Linked DNA regions of Sus scrofa: region 1 is linked to region 2. Evidence: chromatin contacts called from public HiChIP or PLAC-seq data. All regions are on one chromosome and are shown on one strand. Each heading gives the region's core, a stretch centred on a gene start, on an enhancer-like site or on the middle of the called end of the contact. The rest is flanking DNA. Distances are from core to core; before and after follow the strand shown. Region 1 holds the start of ZCCHC3 (zinc finger CCHC domain-containing protein 3). Region 2 holds the start of CSNK2A1 (casein kinase II subunit alpha).

Region 1 (4,874 bases), core at 1,897-4,396, 190 kb after region 2:
CTGGTTTGTAATCTCCTGGGGGGAGGGAAGAGTCCCCCTTACTCGCCTTAGTACCAAATAGAACTGTGTCACTGCAGTGATTCGGATTCCTCAGAGCTGAGTTAGGACTTTAAACTTGAATTTTAACAGTGTGCTAAGTGATTGTGATGCACAGGTTTAGGGAACAACTCCCAAGGACTTGGGACAACACAGTAGGTGTTAAGTGTTGCCTGCAGGGGCTGGAAAGGTATTTGCAGGGTAAACAAACGGTGTGTGGGAGGCCTGGGCTGAAAGAGGGTCTGTGTACCTAGGCATCCAACGCTTTGAAAGGAAATAGTTCAGCGGTGTTAGCAATACAAAAGATAAATATTTATTCAGAACAAAACTTTAAACAATCGATTTTACATTCTAAGACACATGGAAATAGCAAAACATGAAGCAAAGGGAAGACAACAACTAAAAGAAAAGCAGTGTACTGTCTTTTCTACTTTAACTTGATTAACACTTAGTTGACCCACTGCCCTCTGGCTTGGCCTATTTCGGAAGTACATTTTAGAGTTAATAATTCTGGTTTTCTCCTGAGAGTCAGGAGGCTACAGATGAGCTCCAGTTAGCTGCTTCTCTGGGGGTTCTAGCTATCGAGGCTGGGGTGCGAATGTAAACCTTTGGCAGGTTTCCTTGCTCAGGAGCACCTCTATTTCTCACAGACGGCAATGAATGGGGAAGGGGAGGGCCACAAAGGTCCTGGCCCACTTTAATCCCGAGCCGGTATCCCAGGGAGCAATGAATACACCCTGGGTCATAATGTTTCTTTGTCCTTCCCTATCTCCCAAGCGTTGAGAAGCCCCTGCCAAATCTTCTGCTTCCTCTCCCACATGAGTTCTTAGCCTTCCTCTGGGCTCATCATTCTGGAGAGAGCAGACTTTCTGGGCCCTCAGTGTTGAGGAAAATGTTGTGAAGTGTGAGAGGTAGTAGAATGAGCACCGGGCTTGGGGTCAGGGGACTCTGCTCTAGGCTAGCTCTGGCACCAGACAGCTCTGTGATTTTGACCCAGTCTTCTAACCTCTCTGGGCCTTGTTTCATCTGTTGGAAAACCAGGGGATTGGTCAAAACCAATTTTTTGGTCCTTTCCAGCAGGAAAATTCTAGATTCCGTGATTCTGTGAAAAATGGCTTCTGAGCCACTGAAAGTGCTGTCACCAAGTCCACGCATTTTAATGCCATAAGAGAGGCCCTTGGCCACCATGCAGAGCTTATTGACTCAGATTACAGACACTTCTAACAACACTGGTTTCACAAATTCTCAGACCACACAGATTAGAAGCAGCAAATTAAAAGGGGTAAGGGATGAGCTGCAAAAGATAAGACACCCTGACAAAAGCCACAGTCAACAATGTTCTCAGTTCAACAAACACTGATGGAGTGCCTACCATGTGCTGGGCCCCTACCTAGCGCTGGGGCATAAAGATGAGCAAGGCAGCCCAAAGGGTGGATATCCAGGGAGAAGACAAGGCGTGGGGAATAAAAAGTACCAGAAAAAAAAAAAATCCTCGAATACAAAACAGAAAACAAAGTTTAAAAAAGGGAGGGGCGACATATCTGCACGCTACAGTTCTCGGTCATCGTTAGTGACAACAGTCACCAAATTCAGTAAAGGCTGAAATGGAGTAAACTCGGTTTAGGAAGGCAGAGCGAGACGTCTCTTGCAGGTTTAAGAAGATCTCCTTCGAAGACGATAAAAAATGGTTTAAAAAAAGTTTTGGCACTTAAGAGGGGTAAGCTGGCTCTGTGTTCACCTTGGCAGGCAGGCGGGTGTTCAGTGCCCGGCCACGCCGGTTAGCTGAGCTGCCACGGAATTGTGAACGGCTTTGGGACACTGGGCAAAGGCGTGTCCTCGCTTGCCACAGAGGTTGCAGACGATGCCCTTCCGGCAGTAAGGGCTCAGGTGCCCTTCCTCCCCGCACCTGAAGCACCTGTCCTGTGTGCAGCTGCCGCTCATGTGGGTCCGGGAACCACATTTAAAGCACGTCTTGGGCTGCCCTTTGTACCAACTGTAGCCCCTCTCGGCCCCCAGGAAGAAGGCTCCCGGCAGGTGCCTGACCCCGCCCTCCCCCTGGCGCAGCTCGATCTCGCACTTGTACTCCCCGGTCCAGATCCCAAACCTGTCGGTCACTTTCACTGGCACGGCCAGCACATCGCAGTGGCGCTTGAGCCAGGTCACGATGTCCTCCACGTCCACCGTCTCGTTCCGGAAGAGGATGAAGAGCGTCTTCAAGCTGGACTTGCTCCGCCCCAGCACCACAAAGTTCTCCCAGCAGTCCTCCTGCTCGCGCTTCTCCTCGTAGACGCGTAGGAACAGGGCCAGTTTCTCCGCGGAGCGGAAGCTCACGTCGAACTCGCGGCTGCCGGGAATCTGGATAACCGCGTAGATGTCGCTCGGGTCCATGCCGATGGAGCGCAGGATGAGCGCGCCCACTACGAAGTCCCGGGTCGGGCAAGCGCCTTCGTCTCCCTGGAAACAGATGCGCACGAGAAAGCGGCCCTTGCCCGGGCCCGCCCCGGGGCCCGTCGCCGCCGCCGTCTCGTCCTGGGGAGGCCGCTCGGCCGCGTCCTCGGCCGCGCCGGGCCTGCTCGGGCCCGCCATGGCCGCCACCTCGGCCTTCTTCCTCCTGCCTGCCTCGGCTGCGCCCTTCTTCTTGCGGGCGTCCGCCGCCTCGCCGGCCGGGTCCCTTCGGCGACCCTTCGGGTCCCCGCGGCCGGCCGGGGGGAAGTCGCCGAGGCCCGGCGCTGCCAGGCCCGCGGGGGCGCAAAGCCCGCCTCCTGCGCCGCCTTCTTCCTCCCGCCGCGGCGGCCGCGACTCGCGGAATTCGCCCTTCTTTTCGGCCAGGTTCTTCACGACCTGGGCCCAGCCCATCTTCTCGCGGCCGCCCTCAGCTTCCTCAGCCCTGGGCGCCGGGCGCCCGGGGGGCAGGAGCTGCGGCCGCCCCCTCTTCCTCTCCTCCTCCGCGCCGCCGCCGGTGGCCATTTTACCTCCTTCCCAGCATCCTCCACTCGCTCCCTCAGCCAAAGGGCGCCCATCGCGCGCGCCCGCCCGCCCGGGGCTGTGGGGGTTTGGGCTTTTTTTTTTTTTTGAAATTCGACGCTTCTCTCCCCCGCCCCGCCGAAGGTATTTACTTGCAGCGCTCAGTGGCCCCGCGAGCCGGGAACCCCCTGGTAACGGCCGGGCCGCGTTTCCGCCGGCGCTCGTTCCAACCCCACCTCCTCGGCATCGAAGCGGGATGGGGCGCTTGGAGCGCGTCCCTGCCCCTTGCGAGAGTTTGGCAGCCTTGGGTCTCGCTCTCGAGGATTTGGTATTTCGCAAGCGGTCCTCGATGATTTCATTCAAGCAGCTTTACAAACGGCCCACAGCCCGAAGGCGGGACGGGGTTGAGGAAGATTTCGCCCATTTTGTTTTCGTTTTTGTACCTTTTCTATTAAAAAAAAAAAAAAGACAAAAACAAAACTTAGCTCTCCCCTCCTCTCAAAGCAGGTCACACTGCATTATTTTTCCAACGTTGGATCATGGACATTTTCAAACATAGGAAGTTGAAAGAATTGTGCACTTTAACTTTTTAACTATTTTAACTTTCTGTCATTAAAGTTTTAATAGACCTTATCACACTACCTCTATCCCTCCTCACCTCCTGTTTTTTGATACATTTCCAAGTAAGTCAGACTGCCTTATTTTTAAAAAAGACTTCCATCATATTCATGATGACGATGACATTGAGCGCTGAAGTGTCCAGTAACTGTTCTAAGCACATTGCAAGCTTTATCACATGGAGTCTTCCAAAACAATCCCGTGAATACACCCGTTTTACCAGCGGCAGGGGCTTGGAGATTGGGATTAAATCACTTGGTCAAGGGGCAGAATTAATAGGCAGCCCCATGCCTAGGGGGGCTTCTACCTCTTTGCTTCTGACATTGTGGATCAAGGACTGTTTGGATTAGATTCTCCAGGAACCCCCGTCTAAAACAGGTTCCCTAACTGAAGTTAGCAGGGGACACAGTCTCTTATTTCTCCCTCATCTGTGTCAACTGGTGCTTCGGAAGCACTGATAAAATTTGGGTGGTTGAGGGGGTGAGATTAACAGCACCTTTCCTCATGTTGTTTTCTTTGCCATAGCTGCGCTTGCATTTCAGGGTGTTCCAGTGATCCTCTGGGTTTAGTGAAAGAAAAGGTGGATTGTGGAGTCAGGGACCCTGGTTTGAATCTGACTGCTTCAGAGCTCAGCTTTGTCGCATGGGGCCAATGACCTCAGTTTTCATAGCTTAATTTGCTCATCCATAACAAAAAGATATTAATATCTCCTCTCAGAGGACTAACATGGGGGTTCAGGAGATAACCTGGGTGGAAGAGCTTGGTCCACAATGGGTTTCCAGGAGAAGTTATTTTTCCTTTCTGCCTCTGTTGGATTCGTTCCTATTTCTCTTGCAGTTCTTAGGAGCCCCGTGCGTTGTTTTCTTAAGATCTTTCCCTTTACCCCAATTCCAGTATGAACTCAGGAAGCCAGCCTCTCCAACTCTTGTGCCGTGCGAATCTTCCAGTTCCCTCACTTTATAACCTCTGCCATGCTTTCCTCTATCCCCTCTCCTCCACCCATGTCCGTGCCCATTAACCAGAAACGTCAAATCTTAGATTCACGCATTCCCCCCTTTTGTTCTTTCTGCTTGCCTGCTAATATCTTTCCATGCGGATGATGTTTGCATAACCAAACAGAACCTATGTATTTTAAATAATCCCTTTTATTCCTCATACCCTAACTCCCTCTCCCCACCCCCACTCCAGCATACAATCAAATATCTATAAGGATCTGGAAGGTACCATAAATAAGGAAATGGGGGGAGGGAACTGGT
Region 2 (4,964 bases), core at 1,259-3,758:
CTCCTACCTCATCCGGCTGAGGATTAAATAAGGTGCTGAACATTCAGTGAATGGCACGGAACAAGTACTGTGAACATTTTAACTGTGATTGTGGCTGTTGTTATTGTTGTTTGAAGGGGCTTTAGCCTGAGAGTTGTGCAGTAGAGGGTCAAGAAGAATAAGTATTGAAGATAACTGAACTGGTCTTTGGAGACTCGATAACCAGTGAACAGTAGAGACAGAAAGCTTTTTGGAACCAGAGACCTATACCAGGCTGGCCTGGAAGATGGCAGGGGTTGGGGTTGGGGTTGGTGTTCTGCACAGTTCGAAGCGTGGTATGAATGTGCCTGGGCGAGCCCTCTTAAGGATGTGATGGGCGGAGGCTGGAGTTGGGTGGAAGAATGAAGAACTGAGGCTGCAGGAGCAGTGAGATCCCAAGAAAGGTGTGAGGGCTAAGTCTTAGGACTGCTCCCATTCTTTTTCAGATGAAATTCCAGAGCTACCCTGGCCTCCTTCCTCAATCTTACCAAGCTCTCTCATGCCTTAGGACCTTTGTTCTTACTGTTTTTTTCTCAGAGGGACTTTCTGAACCACTCAACTGGAGGTTCTCCCCCTTTTTCATTCTTTTCCACAGCTATTTATCTTATTCCTTCATAGCACTTACTGCTACCTGAAATTATTTTGTTACTCTTTTGTTTACCTTTGCATTACTTATCACTTTAGAAGGTGAGCTTCATGAGGAACTGGTATCTGTCTTGCTCATACCACATCCCCAGCACCTAGCACACTGTCTGGTGCATGACAAGTGATTAACAGCTGTGAATTGAATGCGAACAAAGATGGGGGGGGGGCGCGGAGGAACCACAAGAGCTGAAAAGAAGTGGTCCAAAAGCTAAGTGAAGGTGTCATTTCCTGGAAGAGGGCTTCACAGAAATCTTGGAATCATCTTGTCTAACTGCTTCAGTCCACAAGAGGGGAAACCAAGCCCCATAAAGGAAGAATAACCACCAGCCTGAGGGCACCTATAGTGCCATTTCGGTGCACTCTCAGCCCCCTGAGGTCAAATGCCACAGACCTGTCTGACAGACGAGCCCCAAAAAGGGTCATGGCCACTTCCTTGAGGCCATCACTACGTCTACAGCTGCCACCACCCTCATCCCACAGAGGAGGAGATTGTCTCTTTGGGAGCAGAGGTGCCAATCAGCTGACGAACTGTGAAAGGGGGACTGGAGAGGGTGGGGAGGGCCATCCCTGGGTCAAGCAGCTATTCTGAGGCAGCTCAGGGATAAGAGCTGGTACCAAAATAACCCAGCCTCCTCACCCTTGTTCCAGACCTCACACCTCTGTCTGAGGCTAACACTTGAATTCCTCTCAGTAACACTTAAGACACCAGCTTTTAGCAGGGCCTGCAGGGAACAGGGTGATCATCAGACTCAGCCCTGTCCACTGGGGGCTCACAGTCTGATGGAAGGGGCAGGTTAGGGTTGCTGAGTAACGGTGCCTAGGTCTGGAGGAACTAAAGGGAGGAAAGATCCACAAAGGAAAGGATCCCTGAATTAGTTCGAGTAACATACAGAAGTTAGCCGGTCCAGGAGGTGACAGGAACAGAAGTAACTGCCCGTGCAAAGGGAAGGAGGCAACACAGATAAGTTCCAGGAATAGTCTGCAGTTTTAGTGAGTGGGCGCATCAGGAAGCTGAAGTAAGAGGGGTAGAAGAGGCTGGGGATAGGGTGTGGGGAGTGTCCAAATTATGCAGGAACTTGGATGTCAAGAGAAGAGCTTGGGCTGTCTTTGCTGCACAAAGGAAAGCCTTGAAAGGTTTTCAACCAAGAGGACGTCAAGATCAGTTTTGCACGGTAGAAAGTGCCCTGTAGCTGCCTTAGGAAGATAGCTCAGGCAAGCGGGGTGGAGGAGCGGCAGATCGAAGGGAGAAAATTTATCCTGCATGGGCAGCTCTAACTAGGACTCCTGTATGAGGGAGGAACCGGGTCTCAATCTCTAGAGGGCTAGTACCATCACCTCCTCGACTCCTGCGCCACACCACTCCCGGGGTCCAACTTTCGTTCACTTGTTCCAGAACTCGAAGTCTGAGCAGAAAAAAAATGTGCTGCTAAAGCCCTGACCCTAAACGAGGGACCACAGCAAGAGACTTCAATTCCCAAAATGCTTCGCTCTACAGCTCTGCAGGTCGCGCATGCTTCTTTTCAAGAAAGGCGGGCCAGCTTGCAGACTGCTAGGACTCGCCAGCGGGGTGAAGTGCGGGAAACTAGGGACCGCCATCTTACCTTGGGTCAAACCAACTGTACACTTAGTGGGAGGTTCGTGTTCTCTCTCTCGTCAGTTCATACAGGCGCTGAAATAAAATGTGCTTAATTACTACAAGCTTCGCTTTTATGCTTTATGTCGAGAACTCCTTCCATTTTGCACCCTGGTCCGGAACTGAACCCCTAGCGTACAATAGGACATCCCACCATGGCCGCACTCTGCTACAGTCAGCTGGGGGCGGAGTCGGAAGCGGTCCCGCCCCGCCTCCCGGTCCGAGGGGGTTTCCGCTTCCGGCAGCGGCGGCTGCAGCCTCGCTCTGGGCCCTGCGGCTGGCGGCCGAGCCGTGTGTCTCCTCCTCCGCCGCCGCCATATTGTCTGTGTGAGGAGAGGGGAGTGCGGCCGCCACCGCTGCCGCTTCCACCACAGGTACCGTGGGAGTCGCCAGGCGAGGTCGTTGTGGAGTGGGGTTGGGCCCAGGATGGGGCAGTGGGGCGCGGCCGCCTCTCACGCTTCCAGCGGACTCCCGAGCGGCCCTTCGCCTTCCCCTGCCCCCCCCTCTACACACACACCAGCCGGGGCCCCTGCAGCCCATCGGGGAGGCCTGGGGCCATCCCCTAGGGCGGGGAGTGAGGCTGGGGGGCAGAGGCTGATGTGAGGGTGGGAACTGGCTCTCGAGAGTCCGGCTTATTGCTGGGGAGAGGGCTGGGTCGGGGCGGAGACTAGGGGGCAACTTGGAGGAGGGGGTCGCCAGAGGGGGAAGGGAGCTTGAGGGGTGGGGCCGCAGGGGGGATGCTGGAGGAGGGTGCCTAGGGGAGTGGTGCCGGCTGTGTAGGCTGGGGTGGGCCCTCTCGCGGAGCACAGCAGCTGGAGTGAGGGCCTACTAAGGTCCCTCTGGGCAAGGCTGGGCTTCCCACCTGCACACTAGAGTGCAAGGTGGAGGGACCCGGGGCGAGGTCACTGGGGATAAAGGGGAAGGGAACCACGTAGTGGGGCAGAACGGGTAGAGTTGAATGAAGTTAAGGGTTAGTTGGGAGCTTGGTGGAAGAGGAGAGGTATTTCGAATGAAAGGTTGACTGAGAGTATACATGTTAGTTTGTGACCTTTTGAAGAGTAGGACTTTAATTTTGTTTTTGTTTTTCGGTTGTTGTGGGGGGGGTTGTTTCGTTTTTTTTGTTTTTTGTTTTTGCAGCATTGGAACATTTCTAGCCTTGGCAGGTCATGGGTGGAGCTTATGTAGTTTGTTTTTGGGGAAGCAAAGTCAGGGTCAGGAGAAGTGGTTTCTTGGCTATCGCTCTTGTGGGAAGGCAAGAGTTTTGGAAAAGAGGTGGCAAATTAGGGAAGACTTGATTAACTTTCAACTGCTAAATTTTATGAGAAGGGGTCTTGGAGAGAGAAAATGAGAAGAAAGCTAGAAAAGGAAGATTTTTCTAAGAGTTGGAAGACCCCATTCCATCTAAGGAGTGGCAGTAAATATCTAGATTCTCAAATATAAGTGCCACTGCTACTTAGCTGTAAGCCTCAGTTTTCCTATCTGTAAAATGGGGGTGATGATATTTCCTAGATGATAAGTTTATGATGAGGAATAAATAAGATAATTTGTGTCAAGTGCTTACCACAGTGCCCTGCAGGTGGTAAGTGCTCACTTTTATTAAAGGAACTAAATGGTATATTTGAGGTTCCTCAATTCTAGGTAAAATTTATGGTCAGTAATCTTACAGGCAAGCCTTCAGAGTATTATATTTGTAGTTGTTGCAGTGTTTTTCTTTTGTTGTAAGTCACTTGGCTTAACTGGCTTGGTGGACCTTGGGCTGAAAGACCAAGACCAACACTAGTTCTTCCTCATTGTCATTTTTAAAAGTTTACCTGCAGTTTTACATAGGCAGGTTTTTCCCCCCTGTGACTGAAATACTTGACTTTCTTTTGCTACTGGGGAAGGGTGTATGACTTGAAAGAATAAAAATATTTGAAGTTTGCATAGATTGGTTGATCAGCTGACTACAAAATTAGGTCACCCTGGGGTAACATTTGTTTAAAAACAAAAACCAAACATGGCTAGGTGTATCATGGAATACGATAGAGAAGAGTATCACACATTTAAGGGGGAGCAGTAGGTTAGTTTCTGCCTAATGGGTTAATTGCCTTGCTATTGGGGATGAAACAAGTAGCAGCTTCTTTTTTTCAGTGTATTTTTAGTTCTCTTGTTGCCTAGTCACTCTCTTCCAGGGTGAGTCCTTGATTTTACCATTGTCTCTATCTCTGAACATACCCCTTCACTTCACATTCTCTTTTGGATAAAGGAGAGATTTTCTTTGGGAACTGAGTTTAAAGCCTTAAAACTTAGGGTTTGGTTTTGTAGTAGGCAGAATGACCACCACCACCCAAGATATCCAAACTCTAATTCCCAGAATCTGTAAATATGTTAGGTAGTAAAAGGGGCTTTGCAGATGTAATTAGGGTTAAGCATCTTAAAATAGGAAGATTATCCTGGATTTGTGGGTAGGCCCAGTCTAATCACATGAACTCTTAAAAGCAGAGAACTTTCTCCAGCTGGGAGTCAGAGAGTTGGGGCAGAAGGGGAAATCAGAGAGAATCGAATCATGAGAGGGACTCCATTTGCTGTTGCTAGAGGGGGCCACATGGAAAGCATGAGAAGGAATGCGGGGAGCCTCTAGTAACAAAGACCAGCCCCGGCTGACAGCCAGCAAGGAAATGAAGACCTC

What was found. HiChIP or PLAC-seq counts read pairs in DNA pulled down with a chosen protein or histone mark.
Region 1: a contact with region 2 is called in an H3K27ac HiChIP or PLAC-seq map of alveolar macrophages. The contact joins the promoter of ZCCHC3 here to the promoter of CSNK2A1 in region 2. A contact is called at or near these places in 1 of 5 promoter capture datasets (fetal liver) and 1 of 2 datasets of contacts at active chromatin or transcription factors (alveolar macrophages).

What each region holds. Positions count from the first base shown.
Region 1 is chr17:34,882,486-34,887,359 of Sscrofa11.1, forward strand. ZCCHC3 (zinc finger CCHC domain-containing protein 3) reads right to left here and starts at 3,147. Exons shown (of 1, transcript XM_003134368.4): 1 at 327-3,147. The coding sequence starts at 3,003. The coding sequence ends at 1,795.
Region 2 is chr17:34,690,452-34,695,415 of Sscrofa11.1, forward strand. CSNK2A1 (casein kinase II subunit alpha) reads left to right here and starts at 2,509. Exons shown (of 13, transcript XM_003134359.5): 1 at 2,509-2,670. LOC110257457 (a long non-coding RNA gene) reads right to left here and starts at 2,470. Exons shown (of 3, transcript XR_002340068.1): 1 at 2,265-2,470.